Linked DNA regions of Sus scrofa: regions 1, 3 and 4 are each linked to region 2. Evidence: chromatin contacts called from public Hi-C, HiChIP or PLAC-seq and promoter capture Hi-C data. All regions are on one chromosome and are shown on one strand. Each heading gives the region's core, a stretch centred on a gene start, on an enhancer-like site or on the middle of the called end of the contact. The rest is flanking DNA. Distances are from core to core; before and after follow the strand shown. Region 1 has its middle 250 kb from the start of TTC8. Region 2 holds the start of LOC106504536. Region 3 holds the start of TDP1 (tyrosyl-DNA phosphodiesterase 1). Region 4 overlaps EFCAB11 (EF-hand calcium-binding domain-containing protein 11).

The links. Promoter capture Hi-C pulls out the DNA fragments that hold promoters and counts their contacts. A called contact is a pair of places that touch in the nucleus more often than the background predicts. HiChIP or PLAC-seq counts read pairs in DNA pulled down with a chosen protein or histone mark.
Region 1: a Hi-C map of embryonic fibroblasts shows a contact between it and region 2, with 1.8 times the contacts expected there. The contact joins the enhancer-like site here to the promoter of LOC106504536 in region 2. A contact is called at or near these places in 1 of 5 promoter capture datasets (fetal liver), 10 of 47 Hi-C or Micro-C datasets (alveolar macrophages, embryonic fibroblasts, fibroblasts and 5 more) and 1 of 2 datasets of contacts at active chromatin or transcription factors (skeletal muscle).
Region 3: a contact with region 2 is called in a promoter capture Hi-C map of liver, with 5 times the contacts expected there. The contact joins the promoter of TDP1 here to the promoter of LOC106504536 in region 2. A contact is called at or near these places in 1 of 5 promoter capture datasets (liver), 5 of 47 Hi-C or Micro-C datasets (fetal heart ventricle, heart right ventricle, liver and 1 more) and 2 of 2 datasets of contacts at active chromatin or transcription factors (alveolar macrophages and skeletal muscle).
Region 4: an H3K27ac HiChIP or PLAC-seq map of skeletal muscle shows a contact between it and region 2. The contact joins the enhancer-like site here to the promoter of LOC106504536 in region 2. A contact is called at or near these places in 3 of 5 promoter capture datasets (fetal liver, fetal skeletal muscle and liver), 10 of 47 Hi-C or Micro-C datasets (embryonic fibroblasts, fetal liver, fetal skeletal muscle and 6 more) and 1 of 2 datasets of contacts at active chromatin or transcription factors (skeletal muscle).

What each region holds. Positions count from the first base shown.
Region 1 is chr7:110,979,605-110,985,362 of Sscrofa11.1, reverse strand. No RefSeq gene overlaps it. Among named protein-coding and RNA genes, the nearest start is that of TTC8, 250 kb to the right of the region's middle. Within about 2 kb of position 1,887, at least 48 of the 83 cell types and tissues checked have an H3K27ac peak or open chromatin away from gene starts, as enhancers often do. A contact at or near this core is called in embryonic fibroblasts, fetal liver, mesenteric adipose tissue and 2 more, where this site is marked.
Region 2 is chr7:111,449,786-111,455,161 of Sscrofa11.1, reverse strand. It overlaps LOC106504536, which reads left to right and starts at 1,647. Exons shown (of 2, transcript XM_021099995.1): 1 at 1,647-4,178. The coding sequence starts at 3,013. The coding sequence ends at 3,954. It also overlaps a transcript of FOXN3 not described here.
Region 3 is chr7:111,763,348-111,769,132 of Sscrofa11.1, reverse strand. It overlaps TDP1 (tyrosyl-DNA phosphodiesterase 1), which reads right to left and starts at 2,039. Exons shown (of 17, transcript XM_005666389.3): 1 at 1,589-2,039. EFCAB11 (EF-hand calcium-binding domain-containing protein 11) reads left to right here and starts at 2,876. Exons shown (of 8, transcript XM_021099597.1): 1 at 2,876-3,086; 2 at 3,632-3,727. The coding sequence starts at 3,012.
Region 4 is chr7:111,728,930-111,734,513 of Sscrofa11.1, reverse strand. The region is part of intron 5 of EFCAB11 (EF-hand calcium-binding domain-containing protein 11); the gene reads left to right. Among named protein-coding and RNA genes, the nearest start is that of EFCAB11, 35 kb to the left of the region's middle. Within about 2 kb of position 3,858, at least 12 of the 83 cell types and tissues checked have an H3K27ac peak or open chromatin away from gene starts, as enhancers often do. A contact at or near this core is called in fetal skeletal muscle, omental adipose tissue, retroperitoneal adipose tissue and 2 more, where this site is marked.

The sequences.
Region 1 (5,758 bases), core at 638-3,137, 470 kb after region 2:
GGAAGCATGTGGGGCATAGAAAACAGAAATGTGACTTAGGCAGAAATGCCAGGAAAGGCTTCATGGACGATGTGACAATTGAGCTGAGCTCTGCAGAATGAACAGGAGTTAACCAGGTGAAGTGGTGTGATAAAAAAAACTTTTAATAGTAATAACTTTGTTTTATTTCTCAGGTTCTGCCTGACCGCCATAACAATATTAGGTAATATTTAGCCTGAGGACCAAATTACCACTGACCTTGATATAAACAGCCTAGAGGTATACAACAGGAGCACCAAGTTGTCCATCAAAACCCCCCTCCCCATAGTCTGGGCTGTTACTGGGACGTGGCCACCCTGCCAGGACTCATTTCTCAGCTCCCAGCTCATTTCCCAGCTCCCCAGCTGTGTTCATTTGGCCCTGTTCTTGCCAGTAGGATTGAGCCCCAGTGAGGGCATCACTTCTGGGCCGGGACTGTTAAGAAACAGGTTGCCTTCCCCCTACTGGCTCGATCCCCTCCCCCTGCTGATGAGGCTGACCACAATGGGACCCTCGGAAGAAAGCTGTCACCAACCAGAAACACCTGCCTTGGGACACTCGCTCAGTGTTATGTGAACACAAAATAAACTATAATGTCAAGGTGCTGAAAATCTGGAGACATATTTGTTACAACAGCTGTGTTATGCTGATTAATAGAACATATATTTTTAAAATGAATTCAGCATTTCCTGATTCACACATGCACACAGCCTACCTTTCCCTGGGTGGAATATTTGCTTTGTGTGAATTGACCTTTGGGCTCAATTTTCACACCCCCGCCCAACCCTCTCCCTCACCGCCCCCCTACCCTGCTCCTTCCACCTGGCAAGGCCTTTGTTGTGTGGGTCCTGCATGTCACAACTGGTTGGTGAGTTTGGTGGAACTGCTTGATTTTATACACTATTAATTTTGCTTGCCTCTCCACTTTCATGGATCCTTATGGGTACTGCTGGCATTTTCAGGATGAGGAATGTCTTACATAGACCAGAGGTGTTCTGCTGGAGCCTGAGACACATTGCCTTGAAAGAATACCATGTTTACTCACATAAATCTAAAAAGCGACATTTGTGAGGGTGGGCGCAAGACAGAGGAGCCTGATTTGGGAGCCAGTGGGGAGCCACTGTAGGTGGGCTGGTAGGGGAAGGATATGACTGAAGAGGTGTTTTAGGAGGATGCATCTGATTGTATCACAGAGAAGACATGAGAAAGAAAATAGCACAGAGGCACAGGGAGGAACCGTGTGATAACCCAGCTGTGAAATCATACTTGGGATGGCGCCAGTAGGAATGGAGACAAACAGGTGACTAGGGGAGGCCGAAGAAATGAGCACGCAACACTCAGCCACTGTTCCCAGCTCATCAGCTGCTCTAACCACATCCCAGAGGTGCCATATGCCAGTTCACTCCTATGGCTCCACCAATACCATCTAACCTGCAAAAATAACAACACAGACGTCAAAGTTATGGCACTGTCTTTTTAAAAGACTGGTCATAAGGAAAAAAGGAGTAATTGCTTCAGTAATCAGAAATGAGACAAATGAACTACCTTCCCAGATCATTTTTAGCAGCTGAGTACTCTCTGGAGGGGAAAGAACTGCACGTCTGAGTTGGAAGGGAAAATGAAGTAAACACATTTTTTTGTACTGGAAGAGGAAAATTCGCTAAAGTCTAGGGGACTAGCCTACGAGGACAGAGAAGATGTTTTCTGGAAGCACTGAAGAGTCTCGTCTGCGTATGCTTTGCTGGAGTAACAATCGGCCCGAATCCCAGCCCAGTCCCCCTCGGTGACCTCGGCTCTTCCCCGCCCCGCCCGGGTGATTCCGGGTGATCCCGGGTCTACCCGGCTGCAGACGGAGGGCTGCTTTCTGTTCCTCAGATGCGCATGCGCACCCCTCCCTTTGCCGCCCTACCCAGCTCTCGGCCAGGTCTGGAGCGCTCTTCCCACTGGCTTTCTTTTGCCATTTACGCTTCACCTTAAAAAGCCACTTGGAGAGGACCTCCCCACCACCCAATCAAAGCAGCCACGTTCCCCCCACCACCACCCCATTATCCCCTCTCCTGTCTCCTTATTGTACTTCTCAGAGCACTGATTTCTCTCTGCTGTCCCTTCTTTTATCTACTCGTTTGCTTATTGCCAGTTTTTCCTGCTAGAATGTAAGCCCCCTGAGAGAGTACCTAGCCAGTCCGATTCCCCACAGTAGCTACAGCATCTGCAACAGTCCTACTCAATGCGGATGCTATTAAATTTGTGCATCACTGACTGACCAAGTCTAGGACCAATGAGGAAAACACTGGATGAATTAGCCACCTCCCCACACCCCCAAATAAGTTCTCTCTCCTCAGAGGAGCTTATTCAATGAAAGATTTTTCTCCCTGTGGTTACATTTGATTAAGAAATATGTTTTCACAATTATGCCTGAATTTTTCCAGTCTGGATTTCATATCAGACGGCTAGACTCTAGGAAAATGGAAGGTTCTTAATCAAGGGGAAAAAAAAATCCAAACGTTTAAAATCATCTCTTGGGGAAGGATAACCTGAAATGCAAGTCATGAGTTTTATGCATGGTCTTCTCTGCTCCTATTAGTTTTTCTCTCTTTTTAAAGTTACTCTATCTTCTTGATAGCAGCTACCCCACAGTTATACATGCATTCAAAATTCAGAAAACACTGAATCAATGAGGAGGAGACAGAGTTTGCAATCTGTGGGTCTGAGAAGTCCAAAACATCCTGTTTGTCACCACCTCTGGGAAGCCTTTTCTGATTCTTCCAGGCAGAATTGCATTTTTTCTTTCCTTGCTCTCATTTCACTATTCATTTCACTCTCTAATCACCCTGGTGTCCAGCACCAATGAGACACTTAATAGGCACTTGATTAAATTATTGCATAAATGAATACAATTTAAATTATATAAGGAAAAAAAAAAAGCTGCCAGAATTGGGGCAGGTTTTAGAAATCACCTAGGCAATGTTTCTCAAAAATACAGTCATTTGCATCTTCATCATAAGTTTTGGCATACTATTAATTCTTACAGGTTTCTTTAGCCAACCTTTCTACTACTTAAGTATGTTTATATTTTATAAAAATTAGCATCATAATCATAAATGGCAAACTGGCATGACTTGGCATCAGTAAAAAGCAATCCCCTTACCTTCAAAAACCCATGAATGAGAAATATTTTCCTTAAAATCTAGCTGGAGGTTATTTGCTGAACTGTGTTCCCCTCTCCAAGTTCCTGCATTGAGGCATTAACACTCCCTCCTCCCATCCCACACCCACAGTACTTCCGAATGTGACTCTATTGCGACAGAGGACCTTAGAGGTAATTAAGTTAAATTCAGCCCTAATCCAATCTGACTGTTGTCCTTATAAGGAGATTCGAACAAAGAAAGAGAAACCACAGACACACAACAAGATAACCAACTAACTTGCAGTGAGAAGATATACCCTCTATGAGAGAGAGGGAGAGGGAGAGGAGGGAGAGCCTCAGAAGAAACCAACCCTGCTGACACCTTGATCTTGGACTCCTAGGTGCCAGAACTGTGAATTTTGGTTATTGAAGCTCCCAGTCCGTGGTGTTCTGCTATGGCAGCCAGAGCAGAATAATACACTGGGTATTACTGGCAACTAAAGACACTGAGCCTAAAGTCTGCTCTCATTTAGTTGAAAACTGAGACTATGAGAGTAAGAAGAATACTAAAGACCCACTGTCCCCAGCAGAGGCTTTCTCCTTGACAACAAATCAGACAAATTAAGTAGAATTTAAAAGGAAATGACTTTCCACTCTAAGGTTTATATCAGTGAGCCTGGAAGAGGCTGTATTTTTTCAAATCTCTCTCTCTCTCTTTTTTTTTTTTTTAACAGCTGCACCTGTGGCATATGAAAGTTTCCCATATGCTAGGGCTAGGGGTCAAATCGGAGCTGCAGCTGCCAGCCTACGCCACAGCCACAGCAACACCAGACCTGAGCCACATCTGCGACCTGCGCCATAGCTTACAGCAATGCCAGATCCTGAACCCACTGAGCGAGGCCAGGGATTGAACCTGCATCCTCACAGACACTATGTTGGCTTCTTAACCCGCTGAGCCACAGTGGGAACTCCAAGTGTCTTACCACCTTAACAGTTTATTTCTTACTCATGCTGCTTGTCCCACACAGGTCTGTGGGGGCTCCCCTCCACGCAGTCCCTCAGGGCCCCAGGCTGATGGAGGCTCCACCACCATGGTGCTGCATTATTTGGAGTACCATGGCCTCTATCACCACGTGTGGGGAGAGTCTGGAGATTTGTGCATGGGCTTCCCATTGTCTCGGACTAGAAGCGGTCCCCATCATCATTTCTTTTTTTTTTTTCTTTTTTGTCTTTTTGCCATTTTCTTGGGCCGCTCCTGCGGCATATGGAGGTTCCCAGGCTAAGGGTCGAATTGGAGCTGCAGCCACCAGCCTACGCCAGAGCCAGAGCATCCCGGGATCCAAGCCGAGTCTGCAACCTACACCACAGCTCATGGCAACGAGGGATCCTTAACTCACTGAGCAAGGGCAGGGATCAAACCCGCAACCTCATGGTTCCTAGTCGGATTCATTAACCACTGAGCCACGACGGGAACTCCCCCATCATCATTTCTGCTCACATCTTATGGGCCAGGACTAGCCGCATGCTCCTACCTAATAGCAAGAGGGCCAGGAAACATAAGCACACAAATGGATTCTTTTTTTTTTTGGTCTTTTTAAGGTTGCACCTGAGGCATATGGAGGTTCCCAGGCTAGGGGTCAAATCAGGGCTTCAACTGCTGGCCTATGCCACAGCCACAGCAACACCAGATCCGAACCGCATCTGCCACCTACACCACAGCTCATGACAAGGCTGAATCTTCACCCACTAAGCGAGGCCAGGGACAGAACCCACATCCTCGTGAATACTAGTCATTACCGCTGAGCCACAACAGGAACTCCACGCAACTGGATTCTTTAGAGTGTTTCTATCTCTTCCACAAGCTCTGATGCTACTTAATATCATCTTCCTGTCCTTAAAATCATCTTGGAAAAGAATGAAAAGATCTAGGCCAATCTCTGAATTGCATCCCTGAAGTCCACCAGGTAAGGGCTAATTTGCTGTCACATATGCACCTCACGGTAGGTTTGCAGCCAGATCTCTGGTCTCGGGAGGCCTGTACTTAAGTTCTTTCCACCCAACCCTGTAAGCACAAAATGGTAGCCTCTGGAACACTCTGGATGTCTATTTTTGGTGCAAGACTCTTTCATTGTTCAAATAGGATCATAACAGGAAACATTCAAAAGGCCGATACTGATATCGAAGAACAGGAGCAGCTTGTCCCATTTAACATTTCAGCCGGAACATGCAGAGACCTTTCCCACTCGTGTCAGAAGCAAATACATCTGCGGAATCAATGAAAACGTATGATTGCTCAGTGTTGTCTGGTTAGCATCCAATTATGTACAGTGTATTTATTTTAAATTTAGAAGACGCACACAAGAGATTTCCAGGAACAAAATGAGAAGAAATTGGCAACGCGCTGAATGGAAAAAATTAATGACTTGAATTATACAGCCTGTGAATCGAAGCTGAGAAGAGGGGGGGGGATGCAGGGGAGAGAGGTGGGTGCAGTTATTCACACCGAACCCTGTGATGGTCCTGATGGGTGCTGGAAGAGTGGTCCCCTCCACGGGATGGTCACGTCCTTTCTCTTTATGGTGAGGCCAGGGCTTTGCGGGTCATGCATGTGTC
Region 2 (5,376 bases), core at 398-2,897:
TTTTAACCACAATACATTTTCTTGTTGGTTCTCCTTAAAGCTCCTATTTGCTGTAACAGTTTCTCAGCATTTTCTGTATTTATTTATGACCTTGATACTTTTGAGGAGTACTACTTGGGAAAGGTGCCCTTCCACTGGGATTTGCTGATGTGCACAGAAGGAATTTAATGCAGGCGATTGCTCTCCACCCGTAATAGAGGATCTGAGATGCAAACCGAAGAAGGTGAACTTACCCAGCAATTAATCGTAGCAGAAAAAGCCATCAACATCCCTAAGCTGGAGAGTGAACAGGAAGTGGCACATGTTATCTGAGCCAGGGGCTGGGGTCACTAGACAGAAGCCTCAGCCAGATGCGGTCACAGCTGCAGGTGCTGGCAGAGGCAAGAGGGATGATGAAATTCTCCGGCCTCTCCTTTTCTCCACCTTCCACTCTCGCTCCAACACCTCTCTTGGGCCATATCCAGCCATTAGCCAACTGACCCAGGATTCTATAAAACTTGGCCTATGAGAATCGGCTCCCAGCTAAACAGAGCGGAAGGCAAGGCTGAGACCGGCCCAGGATCAGGACCACTGGCATTGGAACACAATGCCTGTAACATGGTTTTACTGCAGCACCTATGCAGTGCTTTGCAACCTGAGAGCTCCGTATGATGCATTATAATATCTTTTATACCCAGAGCCTGGAACAGGACTACACCTAAGTTTTCAATGTTTGAGGTATACAGAATGGCTGGCTGGCTGGCTGGCTGGCTGGCTGGCTGGATGACGGTTTCTTTTGACCAATCCCTTCTCTGGTGTGCTCTAGCTTTGAGGAATTGCTCTCTACCAGCTTTCCTTTTCAGCTTCTCATCACCCCGTTTTGGTGCTAAGATTACTTTCAGCCTGGCCTTTGCAACATTTGAAGGCCAGGTGGATGTTGTGACTATAATTAGACTCATGGTCAATCACACGAACTCACCAGTGAGTTTATCCTTCGTTGTGCTTCCCCAGGAAGGTGGGCCACCTCTTCCCAGGGTGCTGCCAGGCCCAGCCTCTTCTTGAGGAGCTGCCCAAGAAGAGGAGTAAATCGTTTCTAAGAGTCAGATATTTCTGTCTGTTCGGTTAGGGTCACCCTGCCCTCACCGGGCTGGTATTTAGGTGGTTTGGGACACATCATCAGAGTCGTCACATTTCCTTTCGGCAGAGCGGAGGAGGAAGTGGAATGCCACAAACAGAACTGACTGGTGACTTTCCCATGGGTGCCGGAGGACTGAGAAGTAACGCCCCGCTTGTCACCAGGTTGGGGAAGAGACGCCCTGGAGCTCACAGATAGGCCACCTGGTATCAGAAACGTCTAAGGTTCCAGGGTCCTTGAGGACTTTCAGTGCTGGGACATAGAAAACCAAGCTCCGCTTGAGAAAACTTCCCTCCTCCACGTGTCAAGTGGAGTCAGTTTCTAGTCTCTGATAAAGAACAAAAAGGTGTATGTATAGGTGACGGGCATTGTTTGGCTACCCAGTTTCAAGTTTTCAGTTGACCAGGGGGCCCTGGACCGCCACAGGACGGAAATCTGTCCAGTCAGCTGTCTCATTTAGCAGAGACTAAAGCATTTGCAACTTGCCTCTCATGTTCAGTCTGGAAAATCGCTGCTCTAAAACAGGTAAGACATGATGACTAGGAAGGGTACTTGCTGTTTTGTTCTGGATACTTCATTTTCCACGGTATTTGCAGCTGAATCGTCAGGAGGCCAGGTGGTGCCCTTGAAAAAGCAGGAGTCTGTTGGAAACGTTGGTGTCTGAGATGTGGGGATCCCAGCTTCTCTGAGGACCCGCTCTGTGATGCTGGACAGGTCAGGGTAACCCTCTGGGACCCCCACGTTCTCATTTGAAAACCAAGGATTACAGTGTCTGTTTCATCCCTGAAGCGTGGTAAAGATCACATGACATGTCTGTGTGAGGACTCTGAAGATGGACAAGTGTAACATATTACAAAAAGTTCTCTGCGTGGACACAAGGCAGCAGAAACGGTACCTTTGATGTTTAATTAATACTGAAAATCTTCCATTACATTTATTTAGCTGTAATTGGGAAGGAGGAGGGCCAGAGTAATTTTCAAAGGGACTTTTTTGAGCTCTAAAAATAGCACTCAGAAAACACATGTTTGATTTTCCTTTTGGTGTCAAACCGCAGTGCCATTGTTATTAGCAGTTTTACAGAATTGTGACCTTCAAACTTGGTGAGAGCAAAGACTGAAAGAAAGCTTCTAGCCTTAAACCCTTTCAAACAGGCTTTTCAAATTAAAGCACTTTTATTTTGAATTAAGAGCGAATAGAATCGTCCCCTTAAATGAGGACTTGCAAGTTTAAAAAGTTGTCTTCCAGGTGGGCTGCAGTAAATGAAGGTGCTGGGAGGGCACTGAAAGCCCTTTTGGGGGTAAACCAGGGGGATTTCTTATAAGGGTTCATTTAACACTCTGCGCCATTAAAGAAGAAATCCAGAACTTAGATTTTCTCTAACTATATGTAAGCTGATTAGTGTATACATCTAGGATCATAATTTACTTTCAGTTTACTGAATTTGTGAATTTTTGCATTCGTTTTAATTTGTAATTAAGTTTTCTCCATGAAGCACACCATATGCCGGCATTAATTCTTTCTAGTTGATTTCTTAGGAGATACATGAGTGCATATTCTGCTGCGATTTTTGAGGTCTTTTGAAAATCAAATGACTACGTGTTTAGCCATATGGGCCTTTGTTATTTAAAATAGCATGTGATAAAGTAAGAGAAAGCAAAATGCAAAAGGACGTGTTATGGGGAAAAAAATCACTGGAAAACTGTTGAAAACATTGTTTTAAACACACACTTTTCAATGCAGGGGGAGCGTTATATTTTTGAAACCTCTGTTTCCGGACCCCGCACTCTCTCTTACCGTCTGTGAACGTACAATATCACAAGTGCACAGGGAGAAACCACGGAAACCAGTTACTGCCCCACGCTTTTTACACGGGCTGCAGATAATCATATCCGCCTTCCATGAGTTCAGTTGTCGCCAATGTTTTCCTTTTAAACGTCTTAGCCCGGGCTTTGGCGTTAAGCTCCAGTTCATCCGCCCCTACCGTGTCGGGGGTGAAAGGGGCCGACGGGTTTTCGGTTTTCCGAGGGAATCCACCGTGCTCCCCAGCCGCCGGCCGTACGTGCGGGCTGCAGACTCGGCCGCCGGCGGGCGCGCGGCGCGCACTAGGACCCAGCAGGGCTCCGGGCCCGGGTGGGAGCCGCGCCGCCGACCCCGGGCGGGCGCCGGGGCTGGAGCCGGGGTTCCGGCCGCGATCGGCTGCAGCTCGGCCGGGAGACGGCGCGACCCGGCGGCGGGGCCACCCGCGAGTCCAGCGCCGCCGCAGCCCCCCAATGCGGCCGCGAGAAGCAGCGGGGGGGCAGGCGATCGAAGGTAACGAAAATGGGGCTCATTTCCTGCCTCCTGATCTTCTGCTCTGGTTCAGCATTGTCACGAGAAGCCCTCACTGTTCAGGCTGCTGCATTTGGGGGCACCCTTTGATTTTTTTTAAGGTGCCCGCCCCCGTATTTCCCCCTGGTTTCAGATTGATTTATAGCATGCAGTCCAAATGGGAACGATCCAGGGATGGCAAGTTGTATATTTTCATTAGTTTTGTCTCAAAAGTAAGTTCATTAAAAAAAAAAAAAGTTTCTCAGGAATTTGTGGATAGTCGCCTTTTTAAAAAAATCAAAAATAGCAGACAAATGGATAATTTTAAAAATTATCAAATCATTGCTGTAATTCTGTTAATTACTTCCCAGGTCTTTACTTTTGTGACACCCCCCCCCCCATGGCATTACTTTTATTTTCAAGGAACTAACGTGTTAAAGGTGGAGTTTGGCTCGGGCAGAGTTTACAGCATTGCTGTCGCAACTGTTTTGCTATCAATTATAAACAGAGTGTCCAATCTGTGGGCAGTTTAAACCTCTTTTCAAATACTGTAACTGGTTATCCTGATATGACATCTACAGATGGGAGTTTCCTTTGAGGGCCGTCGGAATATTTCTTTTTGGAGAAACACCGTTTTGAGGAGAAAACCGTGCTCTCTGGCCAGGGAGGCTGAAGAGACTATTTTTCATGCTTTGTTTATACTCCCGGATTGACGTTTGGGGACGGGAAACACAGTCTTTCTCGGCAGCTTTTCATGGTGGGATTATTAATTTATTTCATTTGTTAGTTTCAATTGGTGGGGCTCGGGGAGCCCTCTGTCACAGGATGTGCTTAAGGTGACACATTTGCCAGCAGTTGGGACACATGATTGCACATGTAAAATGGGCTTCAGCCCAAGGGTCTGTTCTGCCGGGAGCTCCCATGTGGAGCTGTTGTAGGCAGGGTGCGACGGGCTCATTGAAGAAAAAGGGAATCATTTTCCTTAGCTAAGGAAGACATCCTGTTATATTCCTTTTGTTCCCAGTTTTTCATTGATCGCCAGCTCTGCCTTAGAGAAGGGCGATCGCAGAGCTGGGAAGATTTGCACAAATGACTACAGCCCACTCTTCCCTCGCACTGATTGGTCAGTTCCATGGGGACTTAGGAAAACAGTCACCCCCAAACCTTCTTTGAAAATCGTGCTGTAATTTCAGACGTGTCTTCTCGTGCCCAGATCTCTGCAAGCTTGATGTTGAAATCGGGTGCAGTTTGCTTGAGGTACCTTTGTGTTTAATTTTTTTGTTGTTGCCTCTAGCCAGATAAAGTAGGCCATTTGGTGACAAATTTCTTCGCAGACGTCAGCTCCTAGCTTGCATTTATAGACATATCACTTTACAATACATTCTTGATGATTTCTTCTCGGGAGTTGTAGAATGCAAAGTTGTTAAACTTAGAATAATTTTTCCTAACCTTTTTTTTTTTTTTTTTAAATCTGAAGCCTTACTTAGCACTATCAGTAGATGCGTTCTTAACTGTATCTTTACTTGGATCATTTAAGTGTCTTGTGCGTTGTTAGCATGTATCACGTACTGGATTTAAGTCTGTAATAGTGAAAGAGAAAGGCAAGCAGGAGCAAACAAGCAAAATCAGTTTGCACATTGTTATAAGAAATTGTGGCATCCGGTTTGAGGAGAATGCATTTCACAGTCAAGAAAAAGGGCATTCTTCACCTTAAAAGAATATGAGTTAGTAAATATTGTGAATTGTTCTATCTATACGAGAGAAAATATAAGGCTGGCAGACACCTCCACTGGAGCCTTAAAACGCCCCAATTAAAGAAGCACTGTCCTAGAAGTTGTAAAATGCATAAGCACTTTTCTGATTGGCTTAAAAATTTAGACACAGGAAGTGGATGGAATCTAATAACCCATGAGTAGAGACATGGTTGTCATGGAAACCGAGACAAGTAACCCCCC
Region 3 (5,785 bases), core at 790-3,289, 310 kb before region 2:
CATTACTGCAACGTTAACAAACACTGCATTAAGCTATAATGCCAAGCAGGATAAAAATCTAAAGAAATTCTCCCACCAAATGCCAGCTCATAACATGAGAGCGTTTAGGGACTGAAAAAAAATTCGTGAATGCAAATGGATACTCCCCTTAAAGTTGCAAGTTTCTCCTCTCCCTCTACCATCCCAGACCCAGGGAGGGCATTATCTTACACTTCCAGCTGCTCCTTCTTACAGAGCTTGCTGACTATTAGGAAGGCATGGGAGTCAACTGAGGCCAGGTGTGGCCAGTAATGGGCAAATACGGACCCCAGTTTTAAATCCAGTCATTACTAGATGGCAAATGAACACTTTGGCAGGTTACTTAACTGCTGCACCTCAGTTTCCTCCTCCGTAAAATGGGTATCATACCTACCTCCTGTTCCTTCAACAAATATTTATTGTGCAGCTAGTATGTGCCAAGCACTGAGAATAAGAAGTTAATATAGAAACAGTCTCTGTCCTAGAAAAGCTTGTTTTTCAGGGGGAAAGAGACGACACAAAGAGAAATGAACAAAAGACAAGATATCTTTACAGGTATTCACTACATTTTATAGGTAAGAGAGAGTAACAGAGATGCCCTTAGCTTGGAACATTCTAACACTGACGTGAGCTCTGGAAAATGAAAATGAACCAGCCAAATAACAGTAGGGGAGGGAAAGAAGAGCATTCCAAGTGAGGGAACCCAACCTGTGAAGGCTAGGCGGTGAGATCAAGGTTGTAGTAATTCCAAAAACAGAACGACTTGGGCAAGGAAGACAGGTAGGTGGTCCAGGATGAAGAGGGTAGGCAGGAGTGAGGGGTAAGCTAAAGATCCTGCATTTTATTCTAAGAATAGCCGGACCTCACTGAAGGGCTTTAATAAGCAGGGGAGTACCGTGGTCCAATGTGCCTTTTAAAAATACTACATTCCGTACAACTCTGTACCGAGAATCGTTGGGAGGAAGACAAAAGTCGAAGGAATGAGCCTCCTGTTGGAACTCGGGTAGCTGAAGGCGGTGGGTATAGTGAAGTAGGCTAATTCGGGGGTACGTCGAGGAAATAAGGACAGCTACTGACTCTTCTGGACGCTCACTACGGGCCAGGCACAGCTTGAAGCGCTTTACTGGGTATACACTCATTTTACGCTCGCAACACGACTGTTTCCCTTTATGATGAAACTGGACACAGAAAATCTAAGTGCCTGGCATAGAGTAAGCGCCCAACATGCTAGCTGCCGAGACCATCCACCAGCTACGTGGAGAAGCTGAAATTGCAATCGGCGGAGGGGGACTCCCGCTGGCTGGACCCCGGTCTCGGCAGGACCAAGTGCTCGCGCCAAAGAGGCACTATTAGTGGAGAAAGCCGAGGCCCAAGAGGAGACCCTACCTAGTGTCTTTACAAGATGCTCCGCTCCCCTCGGGATCCGCCTCCAGCCCCACCAGGCACTGAAGAATTCGCGAAACCCGGCTGCCCGCGCACCAGGCCAGAAGGAGCAGAACCACGAGCCCGGTTCCCGCAGCCACCCGGGACCCACCAGAGGCCGCGGAACCCACAGCCTCCATACACGCACCTGAAGCCCCCAGAGCGCGCAGCCGCCTGAGCCCCCGCCCCTTTGCAGCCGCTCGCGCCTGCGCGCAGTTCGAACCCTCCGGGCCGCGGCGCGGGTCTCGTGGCCCTGCCCCTTCCCCTTCCGGGCCGTCCACCACCGGGTCCTAAAGCCCGCTGGATCCCGAGAGGTTGCAGGGGGCTTCCTCAGGAAGGGGCGGAGAGACCTGCCCTCCCCTAGGTCTCCTCTTACTTCCCGGCCACGTCTCCTAAAAGGGGGAGACAGAGAAAGAAGTGTTTCCCCCAGTTCTTCGTTGGTTAATTAGCAAAACTCATCCCCTCTGCAGGAATTCTCGTAGCCTCAGGTTGCCGGATCTCGAGGCAGAGAGGTTTATTTTAAAGGCAGCGAGAGGCTCTCAAGGTTCAAGGAAGGGAATGGCTGAGACCGGTGTCCTGGGAGGAGCGGGCTCTCCTGGGGCGCAGACTGTAAAACCTGCTGTAAAATAAAAGGTTAAATGAGCTCCCTCAGGCTCAACCTCGAATGCCTGTTTTTTCGCAGACACAGGCGTGTCTGCTTCTGTGTGTGTGTGTGTGTGTGTGTGTGTGTGTGTGTTTGAGTGTGAGTGTTGTGGGGGGGTTGTTTTTTTAATCTGATTAAACCGATTTACCAGGAGAGGGGGCTGAAGTAACTCCTTTGCAAAATGGAACCCTCGCCAAATTCCTTGCCTTTGATAAGGATATTAGCTCTGGCATTTGAGCTCAATGGTGTTTTTTATTAATTATTCTCGGAGTTTTCTTCAAACCAGGCGCCTCTCCTAGAGGACTGAATTGAATAACTTTGGTTCGTTTACTGAATGTCTGCTTTGTGCCAGGCACTATGCTCCAGCGCTAGGGTCATCCAGAAGAACAGAACAGACAAACTAGCTACCCCGAAGGGCTCGACCCCAATGACTTGCTGATCTGCACGTGAATCTTGGACTTGACTTGTTTGGATTGGCTCCTTTTACCTTCTTTTTGTGTCTCCTATAATGTTTAGCATAGCGTCATTGAGAAAAATTATCGAAAGTAATTTACTGCAAGGTATGGAGGCAGAAGATGAAAATAATCATGCAGGATACGCTGAAACACTACCTAGCTGAGCTGGGTCCCCAGTCGCGCGCCAAGAGTTAAGGGGACAAGAGGGGCGGAGCCAAGGCTAGAAGCCGGCCTGGAGCCTCTCCGCCATAGGCTGTTCCAAGGAAACGTTATTAAACAAAACCTCTGGCCAATAGAACTGCGGGATCAACGCCGGTGGCTCGCAAGATGTCCAATAGGAGAAGAGGTTGGAGGTGCCCTGAAAAGTTCAGCTTCCTGAACTGCGGTGGGCTTGGCAAGCGATCTCCGATAAAGAGGGCTCTGGCCTCGGAGGTCGTGGATTCACCTCTCTGGACTTGAGTGTGGCAGTCGCGATGTTTTTATCCCAGGCTGGGGCCCAGCCGCGGATGTGGGAAGCCAGCCCTTCGGAACACAAGAAATGGGTGGAAGTAGGTGTCCAGAGGGCTGAGTCTCGGACTTTAACTGGACCTGGGGCTCTCACTTCCATCACCCCGCCTGGCCCTATCTCGGCCGGGTTGCACAGATAAGGACTGTGTCTTGGTTAATGGCTGAGCCTAGGGCTGCAAGCCTTCTGGATCCCGGTCCAGTGTTCTAGCTACTTCCAAGTTCCTTGTTTTCCTTGTGACATCGTCTATTTGTGATAAACCTGTAATCTGCATCTCTCCTCCCGCCTTTCAAAGCCAGTCGCTTGGCCTCACCTTCCTTAATCCAGGATTTACTTCGGGTTAGAATTTATGCCAGGGGTTTAAAGGAATTAATCTAGCGATTAAGTCGTTTGCACTTTTTGGCGGGTAAATTTTAGCGCATCCTTAAGATTTCTTGAGAATTAAAATTAGGTAATGAAATTCCATTTCTGAGCCCTACTCCTCGGCTGAGTTTTAGATTTGGGAGGTCTAACTTAATATGTAAGTAATAAAAATAATAGAAGAAATAGTTTCTGCCTTATTAACTAAAGATATTTAATGTTCTTTAGGTATTTAAAGCATGCGATGAAGATAACAAAGGCTATCTAAGCAGAGAGGACTTTAAAGTTGCTATTGTAATGCTGTTTGGTTACAAGCCCTCCAAGGTAGAGCTTTCTTTTGTATTTGGGGCTGGGGCAGACAATGCAGTAGTGGGTGGATTCTAAATAATGTGCGGAGGGCCAGCTTGGGATGTTTATAAAGCAAACTGCTGCCTTCTGAATAATTTCAGAGATGTATCCAGTGCTATATTTTTCTTTCTTCTTAGGAACCCAACTCAGGGATGAATTAGAATCCATTAAGACTAAGTCACCACCAAGCTGCTAATTATAATAAGTATGAGATTCTTCTGGTGGTTTTAAGAGGGAAGCATGGGAGGGGGATGTTGGTAACAGGAGAAATTCTCAAAGGACGTGACATGCAGGGTTTTTGTTTTTTGTTTTCTTAAGTTAAAAAAATGCTCCGTTTAAATTATAAAAACAATGCATTTAATAGTCAAAAAATTAAAACAGTCCAGAAAAGTATAAAAGCCCCTTCCTACCTACCAAAGGGTCGCACTCCACAGGAGTTAGCTTTATTGAATTTGTGTATCATTCCCAAGTGTCGCATGCATGACAAGCATGCCTAGCATTCCATTGGAAACATAAGTGGGTGCAGAGTGTGCTAATTTTATTTTATCTTGCTTTTTTTAACTTAACCACAGAAGAGCATAAAAGCACTCCCCATCACATTTTACAAAATAATTGCTTAGTATTTTCTTTAGCTAGTTTCCTTATTTTGTTCATTTTTGACTGTCCATTATTTTTCATTTCTACAAATACTGTTGCAAGGAGCATTCTTTTATAACTATATCTCTGCTTGGGGATGTCTATCTGTGGAACAAATTCCTAGAAATACAAGTGCTGGGTGCATTTCAAACTTTGTTGGGCATTGCTCTGTAGGAAAGGTTGCACTGATTAAGGAGAGTTGAGCTGAACTTCCCATATAGTACATTTAGTAGGACAGGTCCGTTCCCCCCCCCCCCCCCCCCCCCCCCCCCCCCGCTGCTCTTCTTATCTCTTATATCCATTCTAGTAATGGATCCCTCTTACAAAGCCACTGAAGTGGAATTAATGAGAGGCAAGATCTTGTCCAGGTTTAAGAAATTCAACTGCAGGCATCAAACAGAGGGAGCACTCCAGGAGGTATCTGGAATACTCCCTCCTGCCCAACCACTTTGGCCCAGCTGTTCTTCACAAGTTGGCTCTGTCATCTGGCAAGTCCCACGAAGCCAGGGACCACATGATGTCCCACTTCTCCATTCTTCATTATGTTTAAATGCATCACAACTTCATTGTGAATATGTTCTGTTAACAGAAATATGTCCCATGAACAACAGCCCAGTAGGTTCAGAGTAGTTCAACTGCTAGGGGATGCTCAGTTACTGAGAGGTGGGTTGTGGAGCTCAGAGAAGCAGTCAGGAGTGGCTCTCAGATATTGCAGCTCTCCTGTTCACCTGCAGTCATTTCAGCTGGAGTCCAAAGCAGGTCAGCTAAATTGACTCAGCCTTTGAAGCATTGGCTTTTTTTTTTTTTTTTTTGTCCACACCCAGGGCATGTGGAAGTTCCTGGGCCAGGGATTGAACCTGCACCACAGCAGTGACCCAGGCCGCTGCAGTGACAATGTCAGATCTTTAACCTTCTGTGCCACAGGAGAACTCCTGAAGCATTGAATTTAACCTGGGTTCGGCTCGAAAGATACCTGGTCTCATTCTGCCTTTATCACCCTTGCATCTATTTACGTGGATTTTTTTTTTTTTTTTTTTTGTCTTGTCTTTTTGTCCCTTTAGGGCTGCACCCACAGCTTTTGGAGGTTCCCAGGCTAGGGGTCCAATCTGAGCTGTAGCCCCTGGCCTACTCAGCCACAGCAACGCTGGATCCGAGCCGCATCTGCAACCTACACCACAGCAACCTACACCTATGTCAGAGCCACAGCATTGCTGGATCTTTAACCCACTGAGCGAGGCCAGGGATCAAACCCGCAACCTCATGGTTCTTAGTCGGATTCTTTAACCACTAAGCCACGACGGGAACCCATATTTACTTGGCTTTAATTTTAGAACCTAAGTGAGGAATTTAATGACAAGTGTAGTGATATGGTAATATACATATATACATGCCTTCCAG
Region 4 (5,584 bases), core at 2,609-5,108, 280 kb before region 2:
AATTTTGGATAATGAAAGTAAATTAGTATTACTTTTTTCTTTTCTTTTTCTTTTTAGGGCTGAACCTGCGGCATATGGAAGTTCCCTGGCTAGGGGTTGAATCAGAGATATAGCTGCTGCCCTACACCACAGCCACAGCACGTGAGATCTGATCTATGTCTTCAACCTACACCGCAGCTCACAGCAATGCGGGATCCATAACCCACTGAGTGAAGCCAGGGATCAAACCCGCATCCTCATGGATACTAGTCGGGCTCATTACCACTGAGCCACAATGGGAACTTCCAGTATTACTTTTTCTTTTTTGTCTTTTGTCTTTTTAGGGCTGCACTCAAGGCATATGGATGTTCCCAGACTAGGGGTGGAATCGGAGCTGTAGCTGCTGGCCTACGTCACAGCCATAGCAACACAGGATCCAAGCTGCATCTGTGACCTTCACCCCAGCTCACTGCAACGCTGGATCCTTCGCCACAGCTCACTGCAACACTGGATCCTTAACCCATTTAGCAAAACCAGGGATTGAACCCCGTGTCCTCATGGGTACTCATTGGGTTCGTTAAGCATTGAGCGACGACAGGAACTCCGAGTATTCCTTTTTCATGTTACTTCTTGACCTCAGTAAGTTTTCATCCCCTACCAGATAACCTCCAGACTCCTTGCCTGGCATACCACCCCCTCCTGTATCCATGGCCTGCACCCCTCTCGTGAGACTTGGATTTCTTCTTGTTATAATACCCCGAGCCGGTTCATCAGCATGTCACACACCATGAGATGAGATTGATTTGCTCTCTGTCACATCTGTACCCAACCTTTCCCACTGCTGTGCATCCCAGGAGACCTTGCCTTCTGCTTCATGGACAGGGTCATGGCTTCTGCCTGGTTTCTTTTTCTGCCTTCTCGTCAGTTCCAGAGTTAGTTCTATTTTCCTTCAGTTGGATTTCTTTGGAATAAAATCTCTTCTTTTTGGCTTTTTTTCTAGTTCCTTCCCTTTTTTCTTATCTCATCCCCTCCCCTTCTTCTAAGAGCTTTCCCCATCAGTCATCCCTCCTCCTTTTTTTTTTTTTTTTGTCTTTTTAGAACCACAACTGCGGCATATGGAGGTTCCCAGGCTAAGGGTTGAATTGGAGCTGAAGCCACTGGCCTATACCACAGCCATGGCAATGCCAGATCCAAGCCACATCTGCGACCTACACCACAGCTCATGGAAATGCTGAATCCGTAACCCAACGAGCAAGGCCAGGGATTGAACCTGTGTCCTCACGGATGCTAGTCAATTTGTTTCTGCTGAGCCACGACAGGAACGCCTCATTCCTTCTCTTGTTTATAACCTCCATCCCTACTGGCAGAGATGCTGTGGTCTCCTCAGACTAGAAAGGTACACCCCTCACCTGAGTCCCACCAGGTTGTCCCCCTGTCCTTTTTATAAGTTTTTTTTTTTTTTTTATTGTCAGCTTCTCAGGACATTAAGCACTCTCCCTGGGACCGTGCCCTTGATGCTTGCTCGTCTCCAGCTTTCGTGGCACCTCCCAGTCCAGTGACAGTGACAGCGGCCCCATTCATTAAACAGCTGCTAGTATCATCTTACTGAATCTGTGTGGTCATCTTCTACATCAGCTTTATTCATACCCATTCTACAGATGAAGCTGAGCGCCTTTATCGCTCATCTCAGGCCAAACGAGACTGACTTCTCACTTATTTTATCTTTTGGGTAGGAAGAAAAGGCATCGGAAATTGACAAATAATCACACATTTTTATTTGATGACAGTCACATTGCTGGCACTTGTTAGCAGACAGATGTTTTTGTTACACCTCAAAATTGTATTTTTTGATTTAAGAATGCTGTTGCTTAATAATAATAGAATTTTCAGTTAAAATGTCTAAACGCACTTAGCTTTAAGTGTCATTCAATAATCACGCTAAAGGAACATATTCAGAAATAACAATAAAACTTATAAAATGGTTTTCTTAATCCAAGTCTTCTTATTGTTAAGGTTCCTGGTAACTCATTCATGATTTCAGATGGAAATCTTCCCTGCCTTGGAGATGGCATGACCAGGCACCCGTCCAAAGAGAGGAGGGGACAGCAGAAGAGTCTTATTCTTATTTCCCTTTTGCAGTCATTTAACTGTGTTTGCCAGAGAGAGAATAGTCAATGAGTACCTGAGTGAATGAATCGATGAGTAAATAAAGGAGCAAAGGAGTAGAATGAAGTTGATCAAAATTTGCATGTTGAAGTTGTGTGTTAAATTGGGTAGAGCAGCTGCTGGCCCTGCATTTTATCTGAGCCTGTTGCAAATTGTCTTCTTTTCTGGGCTTTCCATTTCAGATGTAGAGTCAGAGGCTTTAAAACATACGAACTTGACCACGCATTTGTGTAGACATTTAAACTGCTGTCATCGTAAAATTATTACGGTAGTTTTAAACTCTGTCAGAAAGCTTTTAACAGAACTCTGTTATCAGAGTCAACTTGAATCAATTGGGTGAAACTTTCTTTTCCTTTCTTGCGCGTTGTCTACTAGAGAAGTTTCTTTTAGTGACCCAATTTGTTAGAGTGTGGTGCCATTCATTCTGCTGGTTACCAGTTCGGCATGACAAGTGGCCGGATATCCTTTTCATAGACACCTTCTATCCACAGATCGGTTGTTTGGGGGAAAAAAAATTGGACCTAGTTCTTCAGGAATACTTATTTCCACAAGCTGATGTACAGAAATCAGATGAGCCCCTATGGTTCAGTTGTGCTGTCTCTACACTGGCATCCATTGCTAGATGGGTCTCAGTTAAATAGGAGGGAAAGCGCAATGGCAGTACATATTCACATGTTCATATATCAGCATCCATCTCTGAGTCAGGAATCTTGATGAAAAAAAGATAAAAATTTATTTATTTATTTATTTTCTTTTTAGGGCCACACTCATGGCATATGGAAGTTCCCAGGCTAGGGGTCCAATCAGAGCTACAGCTGCCAGCCTACATCACAGCCACAGCAGTGCTGGATCAGAGCTGCATCTGTGACCTATACCACAGCTCACGGCAATGCTGGATCCTTAACCCACTGAGCAGGGCCAGGGATCAAACCCTCGTCCTCATGGATACTAATTTGGTTTGTTACCATTAAGCCACAACAAAAACTCCTCAAAAATTTTTAAATGTGAAATTGCCTCCTCAATCATTTTTAGTTCCAATTAAATTAATGTCTTTTGTGGACACTGTAGGCAAGCATAGTATTCAATACCACTTAGTTGCTATCTCTCTCTTACTTTCTAATTTTCATTTAGTTCTTAGTCTTTGCTTTTTAGTGTGAGCTTATGGTAGAATAAATCAAATTAGCTTTAGTGGGTAGATTTAGTTTTCTCTAATAACTTACTAAGCAAAACATACCTTCTTCTTAAGTGAAAAAGCCAAAGTGGATTATTTTTTATTTGACTGACAAGGAAAGGCATTTCTAATTTTATTTAGTGATTGAAATAAATTGCTTTACCATAAATTAAACGTGAAATATCTATATGATCTTCTTTTAATGAACAAAGCCCACTGAGAGCCAAGCACATTTGTAGTTGGTCTCTTTAGCCAGTTGGTGGTGCTAAAAATTCTGATAAGAAATTAACTGAAAGGAGAGGAAGTTAGCCCAGAGCCTTTCTTAATAAATGTTGTCTTATTAGTTTTTGAAAAATTAGTACCAAAAACGTATGCCCAAATTATTGCACCTTCTAAATTTAGGAACTAAACCGAGTATCTCTGATGGACGGCAGAGTACATTTCTAGTAAACTTCTGTACATATGTCATTGGCTCCCATAGGATTTGCCTGTCGGAGATGGCATAGTTGTGTAACTCCCGGCTCCATTCTGGAACTCGCCCGTAGCCTGCTGGCTGGGGAACAGAAGTGAGGCCAATACTGTGTGCTAGTGCCGTATTCCTGGGTCTATTTAGGTGTGGAATTTAGAGCTAAGAAGTACTATTTTGTATTATTACTACTTTTTTTTTTTTTAACTATTAATGTGCTTTTTGTGGACTAGGTTTGTTTAAGCCTTTGTTTTTTAGTGCCTAACAAGTCCCGTAGAGCGATAGTCTGTTGCCTGAATGTGTCCTGGAGATGCGGCCAGAAAAACAGAGGACTTGGAGTTAAGACGTCAAAGGTCTGGATCCATCAGTCAGATCTAACCAAAGATGTTACTTGTACTAGTCTTAAAAAAAAAAAAAGGCCTTACTTAGTTATACTTTTAAATTTTACACTGGCTAAAGCACCTAAGTAATAGCATTTTATGATTTTATTATCCCATTGAAGTTTTCTTCTGACTTGTTTCAATCTTCCAAACATAGAATATGCTATGGAAAGCTATCAGAGTTTTAAAAAGTAAAAAAAAGTAAAAAAGAAACAAAGTCGAAAAAATGTTTTTAACAGATAATCCTAGAACTGACTTTTATGATATTATAAAGACTATTTAAATTTAAATAATCTTCCTTTCACCTAGATAAAGACTGCCTGTCAATTCAGGAAGTCAGGAAATTTAAAACCCTAGAGCAGGTTTGAATTTCCCTACATATTTCATAACCGCCCCTTGGTCACTTACATCTATTTTTTTTGGCTACACTCATGGCACATGGAAATTTCCGGGCCAGGGATCGAATCTGCGCCACGGCAGTGATCTGAGCCACACGTCACCAGATGGCAACACTGGATCCTTAACTGTTAGGCCACCAGGGAACTCCCTGTATCAGTTCTTTAGAGCTCAGTTTTCCCAGCTTGTAAAATGGGAATAGTAATCACTTTTCCCCAGAGTTGGTGAAAGATGAGATCCCGAGGGTTTGTTAGGTGGTGTTTTCCCGACACTTCCCTCCTTTGAGGCAGAGACGGTGACTCAGTTGTTTTTGAGCCCCACACGATACCCCTGGACTTAGCCAGGGCTTTAGGGCAGGAAGTCCTCTTTGTGTCCGGTAATGCCTCGTGCTCCACTAATGAAGAGATATTTCTAGGTTGTAACATTTCACAAGGATTTTGCAGACTCAGACTCGTAAAAGAGCTACTCAGATAGATCTGGTTTTCAGCTATTTGCCTGTCTATCCTTGGGGATATTGACTTGTTGGTGTGAATCTGCCTAAACGTGTAAGACTGGAGACGCAAGTATGAGATTTCCAAAAGGTAGGATAGCAAAGGCGTTACTAAGAGTTTGTTCATCCATCCATTTGTTTGCCCCACAGACTTTCACCGAGCATTACTCTTCCAGAGATGAACTCCAGGAGAGCCGCAGCCCACCTCTGAGAGCTGCAGGCATCAAGCAGCCGGATGCTTCTGTTTGGCAGGAATTGATGCGCAGCCCTTATTTCAGGCACAGCAAGATTATTTAAATTTAAATATTCTTTTTAATAATATTATAAAACTCAGTTCTAGGATTGTCTGTAACAACATTTTTTTTTTTTGCATTTAAAACTCTGATGGTTTAATTGAATTTTCCACAGAATATTCTGTGTTAGAAAGATTGAAACAAGTCAGAAGAAAGTTCAATGCAATGGTAATCATAAAACACTCTTACTTAGATGCTTTAGCCAGTATATAATTTAAAAGCGTAAGTGTGTAAGGTACGTTT